Linked DNA regions of Hordeum vulgare: region 1 is linked to region 2. Evidence: chromatin contacts called from public Hi-C data. All regions are on one chromosome and are shown on one strand. The core of a region is the stretch at or near the end of the contact, and the rest is flanking DNA. Distances in the headings are between cores, read along the strand shown.

What was found. Hi-C and Micro-C count contacts between places; a contact is called where the count stands out from the background.
Region 1: a contact with region 2 is called in a Hi-C map of leaf, with 7 times the contacts expected there. The contact joins the promoter of LOC123427618 here to the enhancer-like site in region 2. A contact is called at or near these places in 2 of 6 Hi-C or Micro-C datasets (leaf and seedling) and 1 of 1 datasets of contacts at active chromatin or transcription factors (embryo).

The regions. Positions count from the first base shown.
Region 1 is chr2H:601,387,945-601,392,675 of MorexV3_pseudomolecules_assembly, forward strand. LOC123427618 reads left to right here and starts at 2,610. Exons shown (of 5, transcript XM_045111697.1): 1 at 2,610-2,859; 2 at 3,968-4,020; 3 at 4,128-4,232. The coding sequence starts at 4,018.
Region 2 is chr2H:601,233,331-601,238,307 of MorexV3_pseudomolecules_assembly, forward strand. It overlaps the pseudogene LOC123427617. Among protein-coding and RNA genes, the nearest start is that of LOC123428717, 62 kb to the left of the region's middle. Within about 2 kb of position 1,336, at least 3 of the 3 cell types and tissues checked have open chromatin away from gene starts, as enhancers often do. A contact at or near this core is called in leaf and seedling, where this site is marked.

The DNA.
Region 1 (4,731 bases), core at 1,360-3,859, 160 kb after region 2:
GCCAGCGTCAGGCGGAATTGAATGAGTTCCGCTTTTAGTTGAAGTGTGTCCGAAATGTAATGAATTTCGTCATGTTTATATGAAACCCGTCACTTTTTCATGAATCTCTTATGATTTATTTGAAAATACGTCGTGTTGGCATGAATTTTTTTCTTGTTAGTTCAATTAGTTGTTAAAATGTATGCGGGCAGTGTTAGATGGCAAGCTCTGATATCTTGTCAATGAACACAGTTCAAATAAAAAATATATTTGGAGAAGGGAAATAGTGACTAGCTTTGGAGATGTCCTAAGCTCTCTTCTCATAGTAAAATTTGAATCACTCATGTCGTATGCTCAAAAAAGTGACGACCCTCTCCTGCTATATACTTTTATTTATGAACCAGATGGAGTGTGGCGATTTGGCTCTTGGTGGAGGCTGAATTATTTGAAAAAAAATCAAAATTCAAACTTTTCAGTTTTAGAAAAATCTAAATAAATAATAGTATTATACAAGTAAACAAGGATGTTATGTGTATGTGTGTAAAAATTCAGGATGAAATACTTTGAAATATGATCTAGACAGAAAAGATAAATTCATAGCCTGGTAGGATGCATATTATCATGCGTTAAAAAGTTTTTTTTTTTTGCATAACCCTAATTTCAACGTATTTCGTTCTAAAAATTTACGCACTTGTGCATTATGTCTCCATGCATATCTATACGTTATCTCAAAATTAATTGAAATGTAAAAATATGGATTTTGAAATATTTCAAAACTGACCTCCATGGAGCTTGCCTTTGAACGGGATTTTCGAACCATTTTTTAGAAACAGTTTCGAAGCAGATGTAAAATATTGAGCTGATTTCTGACCTGTGAATCACTGGGCCTCATGGGCCAGGTAGCAGGCATGCAGTATGAGCCATTAGGCCTCATGGGCAATTCAGGCAAGTTAAACGTTCTCTCTCTCTCTCTCTCTCAATAAAAGGCAGTAAATGTGTTTCTAAAAAAAAAGGGCAGTAAATATAATCCATTTCTCAAAAAAGAAGAGGTGAATATATATAAGCCTTGTCTTGAGAGAGAAAAGAAGGCAGTGTGTAATTCGAAACAGTCAACAGATCTGGCGTTGGAAGAGGCGAGGGAAGCGGAGACGCGGCACTCGCGAGCGGCGCCCCCTTGCAGTGCGTGAGATTAGAATAGAATCAGCTCCATGCATCACTCGTCAGAAGAGGCCAGTCTGCGTCCATTCCTTGGTCTTGCTGCCATTCCTAATCGCTCCTCCCCCTGACATGACATGTCGCCCGTCGACGGCGCCGTGAATCTCGTCGCCGACATGAATGCGTAGGCTGGGACGGACGAGGAGAGGACACCGTCGACTCGACTGCAGCCAGAGAGGTACGGCGCCGTGCCCGTCCTGGCTATTCATTCACCGAGACGAGCAGGGGGATCGGGGTTTGGGTGGGAGACGCTGCATGCATGCAGTTTTTCATAACCGGATCTTCGTGCTGTATATTTCTTCTGCCCCTTGAATCTGCAGCTGCAGCTGCAGCAGCAACCGGCCTAGCGCGCGGTCCAGCCCACGTCTCTTGAGGCGCTCGGCTCGACGCACAACAGGGAAAAGGCGTGGTAGCACGTGGCCCTGGCCGTGGCCTGGCTCAGTGCCAGTGCTAATTCAAAGCGTAAACACGCTGCTGCTAATTACGTGATCTCTCATGCATCAGCCGTATCACTGTATCTGAATGCTGTGATCGATGCAGCTAGTAGCTAGCTTGGATTACGTTACGGGTGAGGCGAGGGAATAGGATTCCTTCCTGCTGCTGCCCATCTTATCTCTCTCTCGGATCCTTTCGGTGGCTCCGAGTCAAGGATCTCATTCGTCTGGCCAGATTTAGTGATTCGTGTGACGATGATGATGATGATGGTGATGACGGTGATCCTTTGTCATCCGCGCTCATGGATGGATGCAGAATGCAGGCGCCACCTCGATGTCTTGCGAGGGTTCAGAGACGCCAATAATTGTGTGGGCATCGGAGGCCGGCCACGGCTCACGCGCAGGCACGACAAAGCTCGCTCCGGCCAGTCGGTCAGCTAGACCGCCTAGACGCCTTAGACCTGCATTGTTAAAGGAAAGCAGAGGAGAGGATGATGCATACTACCACTAATTCTTAGTAAATGCCAACAGTGAAGCCATGCCATGCACCCATGCAGCTAGAAGCACAAGAAATTCCCGCCAAAAAAGAAAGAAAAGGACACCTTGTGTGTCGACACATGCCTCGTTTACGCGGGCAGTAAAAACCGCCCGGCCAGCAAGTCAACAATCAAATGAAGGACAGCGAGTGAGCAGGGGAGCGAAGAAAGGAAGAAATGGCTCCACCTCCATCACCTCCATTCCATTCCATCAGCCATCACAGGTCACACGACGACTTCCCTTCCCTTCCCGCGCCTTGTCCAGTAGCGGCCGTGGCGCGAGCGCGAGGATGGACGCCATCATTATCCACACCCACACCCACACCCACACCGAGCAGCCCGAGAGAGCGGACAGTTGGGCGACACTGTCACAGTCCACGCATGAGCGAGCGTCGCCTTCACCTCACGGAATCACGAGACGACGGGGAGGAGAGCCTCCCGCGCGCGGCATCTGTCAGATCGGGCCGGTAAAACAAACAAAGAAACAAAGGGCAGGGGGGCGCCTCCTTTGCTGTCCTCCTCCGGCTCCTACTCCTCCCGACTCCCAGTGCGTCGTGCTCCTGGTCTTCCTCCTCCCGCTGTCATTCTTCCCTCCCGGTCCAGGCTCTCCCCCTTCTCCTCTCCCCGACCACCTGGCCTCTGCGTGCGCGGACCCCATCCATGGCCGCCTCACCGTAGCCTTGGCCGGTGATAAGGTCAGTGCTCCTGCTCTGCTCTGCTCTGCTCGGCCTCCTCCTCGTTTTTTGCCGGATTCGCTCCTTCTTCTTCTTTTCCTTGCTGATTTTCTCTTTCCTCGATGGATCCCCCGTGCTCTACGGGGAGGCCAGCGTTCCGGCTACGATTGCGTGCCAAGAGCATGCGCGTGTTCTTGTTGTTCCAGGTAGCAGCATGCCAACACGCCGAGGTTTTCTGCGCTTGCTGCCGTGCTGCTTGGCTTGGTAGAATTAAATACTACTCGTGGTGATTTGCGTGAGGTTTTGGATCTGGATTCCGGGACCCTGCTGCGACACCCTCGTGGTTTCCGTGTGATTACGATCAGTAAATCGTTTGCGTCTCCCCTCGTTAAAGAATCCAGAGACAGAAACGCCATCCTTTCCAGTGCAAAGTAGAATAAGATAACTAGTACTACTGGTATCGCTCAGCTCTTTGCTCCCCCCTTCCCTCTCTTCATGATTTTCTCGTGGTCAGCGCTTTGTGCCGGGACCTTGAGCTGCTTGCTAATCTCCCCAGCAAGAGTTCCTAGATCGGTTAGCTTTGCTGAGCTTGAGGCTTGTGCTATCTCCGGTGCATGTGCGTGTGTGTGGTCAAAAATGGATTTTATTCTTCTTTCTTCGCGAAACAAAGAGAGATTTTATTCAACAGAGGTAGCAGCAATTGGACTTGGGACATGGGGCGCAATCCACAGATCACCATAGTCATCAGCATCTTAGTAGAAAATACGACTAGTGCTCCTGGTTAAAACAAGGATACTACTACAACCCTTTTAGCTGCTGCACTCTTGAGTTTGTGTGGCTACATCCTTTTATCAAGGACCTGGGATTAGCAAGTTCTGTTAGTAGCTCAACTGAGGTATCTGGTTCAGGAGTGGATTTGAACAGGTTCAGTTCATGCACTGCAAAAGACATTTTCTTTAGTGCCCCCATAAAAGCCTTGTCCCATCAGCTTTCCCCACAGACGGCTTCAGACTGGCAGCTTATTTGTTGTTATTTCAGCAAAGTACATGAATGCTTGACTGCATGTTATGGCAGCTCCATGTGTTGATGTGCTTCATCCAGATGCTTACCATTTCCTTGCATGATTTAGGATCTTTTAGCCTGACAGGATACCGTGTCCTGCACTGCCCACACGGGATCATGGTATGGAAACCTCAAATTATTAATTTCCTTTTTAGGATATAAATACAGTAACTATTAGTAATATTTCGCAAGGTTGCTTAACTCCTACTTCTTGCTTACCTGCTTAGGTTGATACCAAAAGAGAGCCTGCCGGAGAGGAGTTACCTGATGGCTGGCTGATAGAGTACAGGCCTAGAAAGACTCGGCCTGGATCTAGGGTCAGGAGGGACAAGGTGCAGTATGTTTCCCTTGGTTAAATTGTGGAAATATTTCGAGTAGTAAATTCCAGTTTTTACTAGCTAGTCGTGAACTCGTGAAATTGTAAAAGCTTTTACCCTGTTAAAAACTTAAAATCCTGCTACCACTTATTTGTGATATTGCGACAACTTTTACTCTATTTTACTATTTTACCAAGCGGATAAGTTAGATCCACTTGTTAGGATGGCATAATAGCTGTGTGGACAGACAACTAGGACACAAACTCATTAGGATCGCATCAAATTATGTCAAATCTCTCAAATTTCATCAAATTAAGCTAAGCACTATGGAATTGTGTCCACTTTGGCGAATAGGTTTCAACTAGCTGCACCGTGCTGCTCCCTCACCACATTGTATACCCCTGTGGAACATACATGCCCGAGTTTCTGACTAGTCAGCTGCCACATCATCCTGACACATGGGTTCACCTTGTCAGTTTGAGTAAAATAAATAAAAATGGGGTAATTACAAGAT
Region 2 (4,977 bases), core at 86-2,585:
TGAATGCTTGCAGTACCCCGACTACGAATACTTGCAATTGCAACACGACTATGAATACTTGCAATTGCAATCCGACTAAAAATACTTGCAATTGCGACCTAACTTCGAATACATGCAGTTGCCACCCGACTATGAATACTTGCAATTGCGACACGACTATGAATACTTGCAATTGCGACCTGACTTCGAATACATGCAGTTGCACCCTACTTTGAAATACTTGAAGTGGCGGCCACATTTCAAATCTTGTAGTTGCAATCCGACTATGAATATTATTGTCATTAATATAAAAATGGAAAACAAAAAGAAGACACCAAATCATTAAATAAAACAAGGACTAAAAAGTGAAAAAAAAACACTAAAAGTAAGAACAAATAAATAATGAAAGCCTAAATAGACAATTTTATAATATATGGTAACAAATGAACATTAAGTTAAATGAAATGAATACACTTATTTAGGAAAAGGGAAAGAGTGGAATAAATTTCTACTTAATAGTGAATAATAAAAATAAAAATAGCAATTAATTAAGAAAACAACAATTAATCAGTAAAGAAACGTAGTCAGCACTGTAGACAAAAAGCAAAACAAAATTGGTTGTCTACAGAGCTGGTTTTGTACGAGACGTTTCACATGGGCGTGTAAATCGTATTTGCACTCATGCAGCTGATTACGTTTTTGTCTACAGCTAGAAACGTTTCTGAATAGCAATTAAGAAAACAACAATTAATCAGTACAAAAGAGTGACCGAGACCATAACTAAAACTCAGCTAGCTGAGTTACATCAAAACCGATGTATTAATGGTCAAAATGAATACATGGCTTTAGTGGACAGAGAAACTTACTGAAGAAAGCAGAATTCAAATTCATTGATGTCTCCCATGGGCAACATGTCCAGCTGGCGGGAGGTGGAGTGCAGGATCTTGATATGGGAGGGGTCAGGACCAAGGTGGAAGGTGGTGATAATGGCGTGTAGGTGGTCCTGCCAGCACGGGAGCCCCACAATCATCAAGACAGAGCGCATGACCCCGGAGCCCAGATGGGTGAGGAAGCCATGGGCTCTGCTTCGTGTGACACAAGGAAATATAATCTCCACAGGGGGATCAATCTTCAGACTTCTCTCTTCATATCCCAGCTTGTATGCATAGATCACATTTTTGCGGAGCGTGTAAATGGCATTGCTTTCTTGTACATAGAGGCCACGGCCGAGGATAGGGACGTAGTACTTGACCTCTGAGGTGTGGATTACCTTGGTCCAGCCCAAGTCAGGGGAGGAGCAATTGAAAGTGAAGAAAAGGCTGTTTTGGAGGGAGAGCAGGATGAGGGTGCCCCCCTCAGGGCCATGGCCAGGGAGCACGGCGTAGCCCTGGAGGAACTCAAGACCCCATATGGTGGGGAGGGAGGGCTCGAATTTGCAATGTTCGTCCAAGGGGACCCCGACTTGCTCCCAACGTGGTGCAGCTGCGCCCTCTTCCTCTTCAATGACCAGGCGTTGTACTAGGAGACGGTAACTCGTGGAAGAAGAATAGGTAGCCGACACGGCCCATATGTGGCCGTCGGCCGAGATGGGCATGCACCGACCACGCATGCTTGGATCCCGCGGGGGAAGCGGTACTTCAGCCGGCGGCTGCTCCTCAGCCGGCAGCTGCAGCTGAAGGGCGTCGGTTTCCGCCTTCTCGACCCGCTGCAGGAGGCAGAGCGAGCGTCCGTCAGGAACTAGGGCTGCGCTGGCGCTCAAGCTGTACCCCTGCGGCTTCATGTGGTCGTGGAAGATCTCGAGCGTGTCTTCGCTCTGACCTGAGATTCGCCCGGATCTCGCCACGCGAAAACGGTGGAAGCGCAGGGCGCCGCTTATGACGCCGACGAGCAGCAACCAGGCGGGGCTCTCGTCCGCGTTGGAGGGAATGTCGACGAAATCATTGCCGAATTTGACCTCAAAGAAGGGGTCGGAGCGGTTAGGATAGGAGCGATCCATCTCCATCTCCTCCGCAGCTTTCCCCTCCTCAGCCGCCGCCATCTTCGGGTAGGGTTAGGGATTTGGGGACAAGTGGAGCAACTAAGCGTGTGTTTGGTTGGAGGGATATGCTAGGGTGGTTGTGGGTATCCCCAACCACGTGGCTGGGGATAACCCTTTTTTTTGTTTGGTTGGAAGGGTAGGTTATCCTTTTTTTGTTTGGTTGGGAGGATGGGATCCTGCCGCGTCGGCCTCCACCGGCGCCGGCCGCCACCCACGTCCCCGGCGCCGGCCGCCACCCACGCCCCCCGCGCCAGCCTCCTCCCGCGCCGGCCGCCACCCGCGCCTCCCGCCTCCTCCCGTGTCGGTCGCGCCTCCCGCGCAGGCCGCGCCTCCCGCGCCGGCAGCCTCCTCCCGCGCCGGCCGCCTCTCTCGCGCCTCCCGCGCCGGCCACGCCTCCCGCGCCGGCCGCCCCAGAGTGGTTGCCACCGCCCGCCCATTTTTGGCGGTTGGCCACATCCCTTTTTTTGGAGAATATTCCCAGCATCTGGTTGACTCTATCCCTCCTCGCCCCAGATCCAAACGCATGGCAACCACAGAAAAAAGTGGTTATCCCTGTCCCTGGGAGGATATCCCTCCAACCAAACACACCCTAAAATCCGGGGTGGTTGCTTGGTCCTCCAATATGATGATGGTGCCACCACCAGCAACACCAGTTGGGCCGGCCCAACTTTTGCTCCAGTAGATTTTAGGTTTCAGGAAATTTTACCCTCCCTTCTTCTGTAAAAAAAACCTCCCACCCCACCGGATTTGAGGGTATTTCCTATACGGCGTTTTCTTCTTTTTCGAAAAACATACGGCTTCCTTTTATGGTGTATCCTATTGAAGACGTGTGTGCGTCCAGGAGACGCGGCTTCGTTGAAGCGTGGGAGCATCTGCACGCGATGGGCCAGCCCACTTCACGAGTTAAAGCAGTAGCACACAAACTGGTTTTGGTAAAGGATGCAACGATAATAGCATGTAGAACAAATCCTGCTCAAGTAAGGTTGTTCGAAGGAGCACGCATGTGATACCCTCTTGTTAGGTTTTTTTGTCCTCTCACCTTGGAAGAAAACTTGTTCATTACGCAATTCGACTGTCTAGGCGACTCGGAGACGGTGACACAGGGAGGCCCTTGGCACTTCGAAGGCAATTGAGTGCTAATTGCTCCTTATGACGAATTCCCCAAGTAATACTCAATAGAGCTTTTCACTTTTGAGGTGTGGGCTAGGATCATTGATGTCCCTCCTCCTTACCATGGAAAGGTGAAGGCTCTTGCATCGAAGCTTGGCGAGTTTGTGGACGTTGAACCCTTATCTTTTGACTTTGAATGAAATTTCTTTACGGGTGCGAGTCGGGCTGGATGTTCATAACCCTCCGAAGAAGGCGATCTCTTTGATCAGAAAAGGAGAACGCGAGATCTTTGTTGTTAGATACGAAAGGCTCCCGGATTAGTGCCAGGTATGTGGCTTAATGGGAAACCACTACAAGGAATATGGTGATGGAGTGCACCCTCCGTCTGCATTGGTTTTGTAAAACCTTCGTGCTCCTGCCACTACCAGTTGGGCGACGAGGAGGAGAAACACTTCTCAGAAGCTGAGATCGGGGGTTAAAACTGACAGCCCTTGTGATCATACATGTGAGACCGAGGCGGAGGACATTGAGGTTGACGAGATGGACTCGAGCCACAAACGTACATGTGAGACTGTTGATGCAGATAATTCTTCTTTGGCATAGGTTTTGGAGCTTGTGTCGGTGTCCAAGGAGGCAATGGACGTGGAACCTGTTCCCCCTAGCCCTCCATCAAAGCAACAACCAAAAAGATTGAGGACATTGGTTGCAACAGATAAAAGTGTTGGCATGGATGGGAAGAAGGCAACTGGTGTCAAAACTAATAATGCGCGTTTGGTGGCCTCCTGTGGGAAGGACCGTCGTGTGCCATGAATCTGTTAAGCTAGAATTGTCACGGGATTGGCAACGCCCTCCCAATTCAAGAGCTACGTGAGTTCGTGATAAAGTTTGCCCCTAAAGTAATATGTATAGTAGAAACCCAGATCAGTGGTGTCCGCGTGGAGAGTCTAAAAGATAGTTTAGGTTATGAGAATTATTTTGGTGTGGACTCCTATGGTAGGAGCGTTGGTTTAGCAATATTTTGGAATGATGGAATAAAAACTGAGATTTTGGGGTACTCCAATCTTCATATAGATGCAAAAAACAGTATGTTTGCAGGTGATCCGTGGAGGTTCGCGTGTTTCTACGGTGAGGCCCAAACTCATTTGTGCTACCATACGTAGGACACGTTGAAAAATCCGGCGACGCTACATGATATCCCTTGGCTTTGCATGGGCGATTTCAATGAAGTGTTATGCCACGATGAGCATGATGGTATCGAGACACGAAGTCAATCCCAAATACAAGGGTTCCGTGATGCAGTCGATGTCTACAGTCTGGTAGACTTGGGGTATAAGGGCAGGATGTGGACTTAGAAACGAGTTGTAGGTGGCACTTTTACTCAGGTCCCGCTAGATAGAGTTCTTACCACGACTGACTGGTGTGTGCAGTTTCCGGGCGCCATTGTAGAGCATCTCTTGTCGGCTTCATCAGATCACTCACCAATCTTACTGCATCTAGCTCCTAGGGAGACAAAAGCTAGGAGTGTGAAGCGTTTTCAACATGAGGTGATGTGGGACAAACATGATGAGCTAAAACCGACAGTGCAATGTGTATTGGAGATCGGGGGTAACACCTTGATGACCCACAAGTATAGGGGATCAATCGTAGTCCTTTTGATAACTAAGGGTGTCGAACCCAACGAGGAGCAGAAGGATCTGACAAGTGGTTTTCAGTAAGGAAATATCTGCAAGCATTGAAATTGTCGGTAACAAGTGATTGTGTGGTGAGATGATTCGTAGCAAGCAACAAGTAACAAAAGCAGCGACGGTGCAGCAAAGTGGCCCAATCCCTTTTGTAGCAAGGGACAAGCC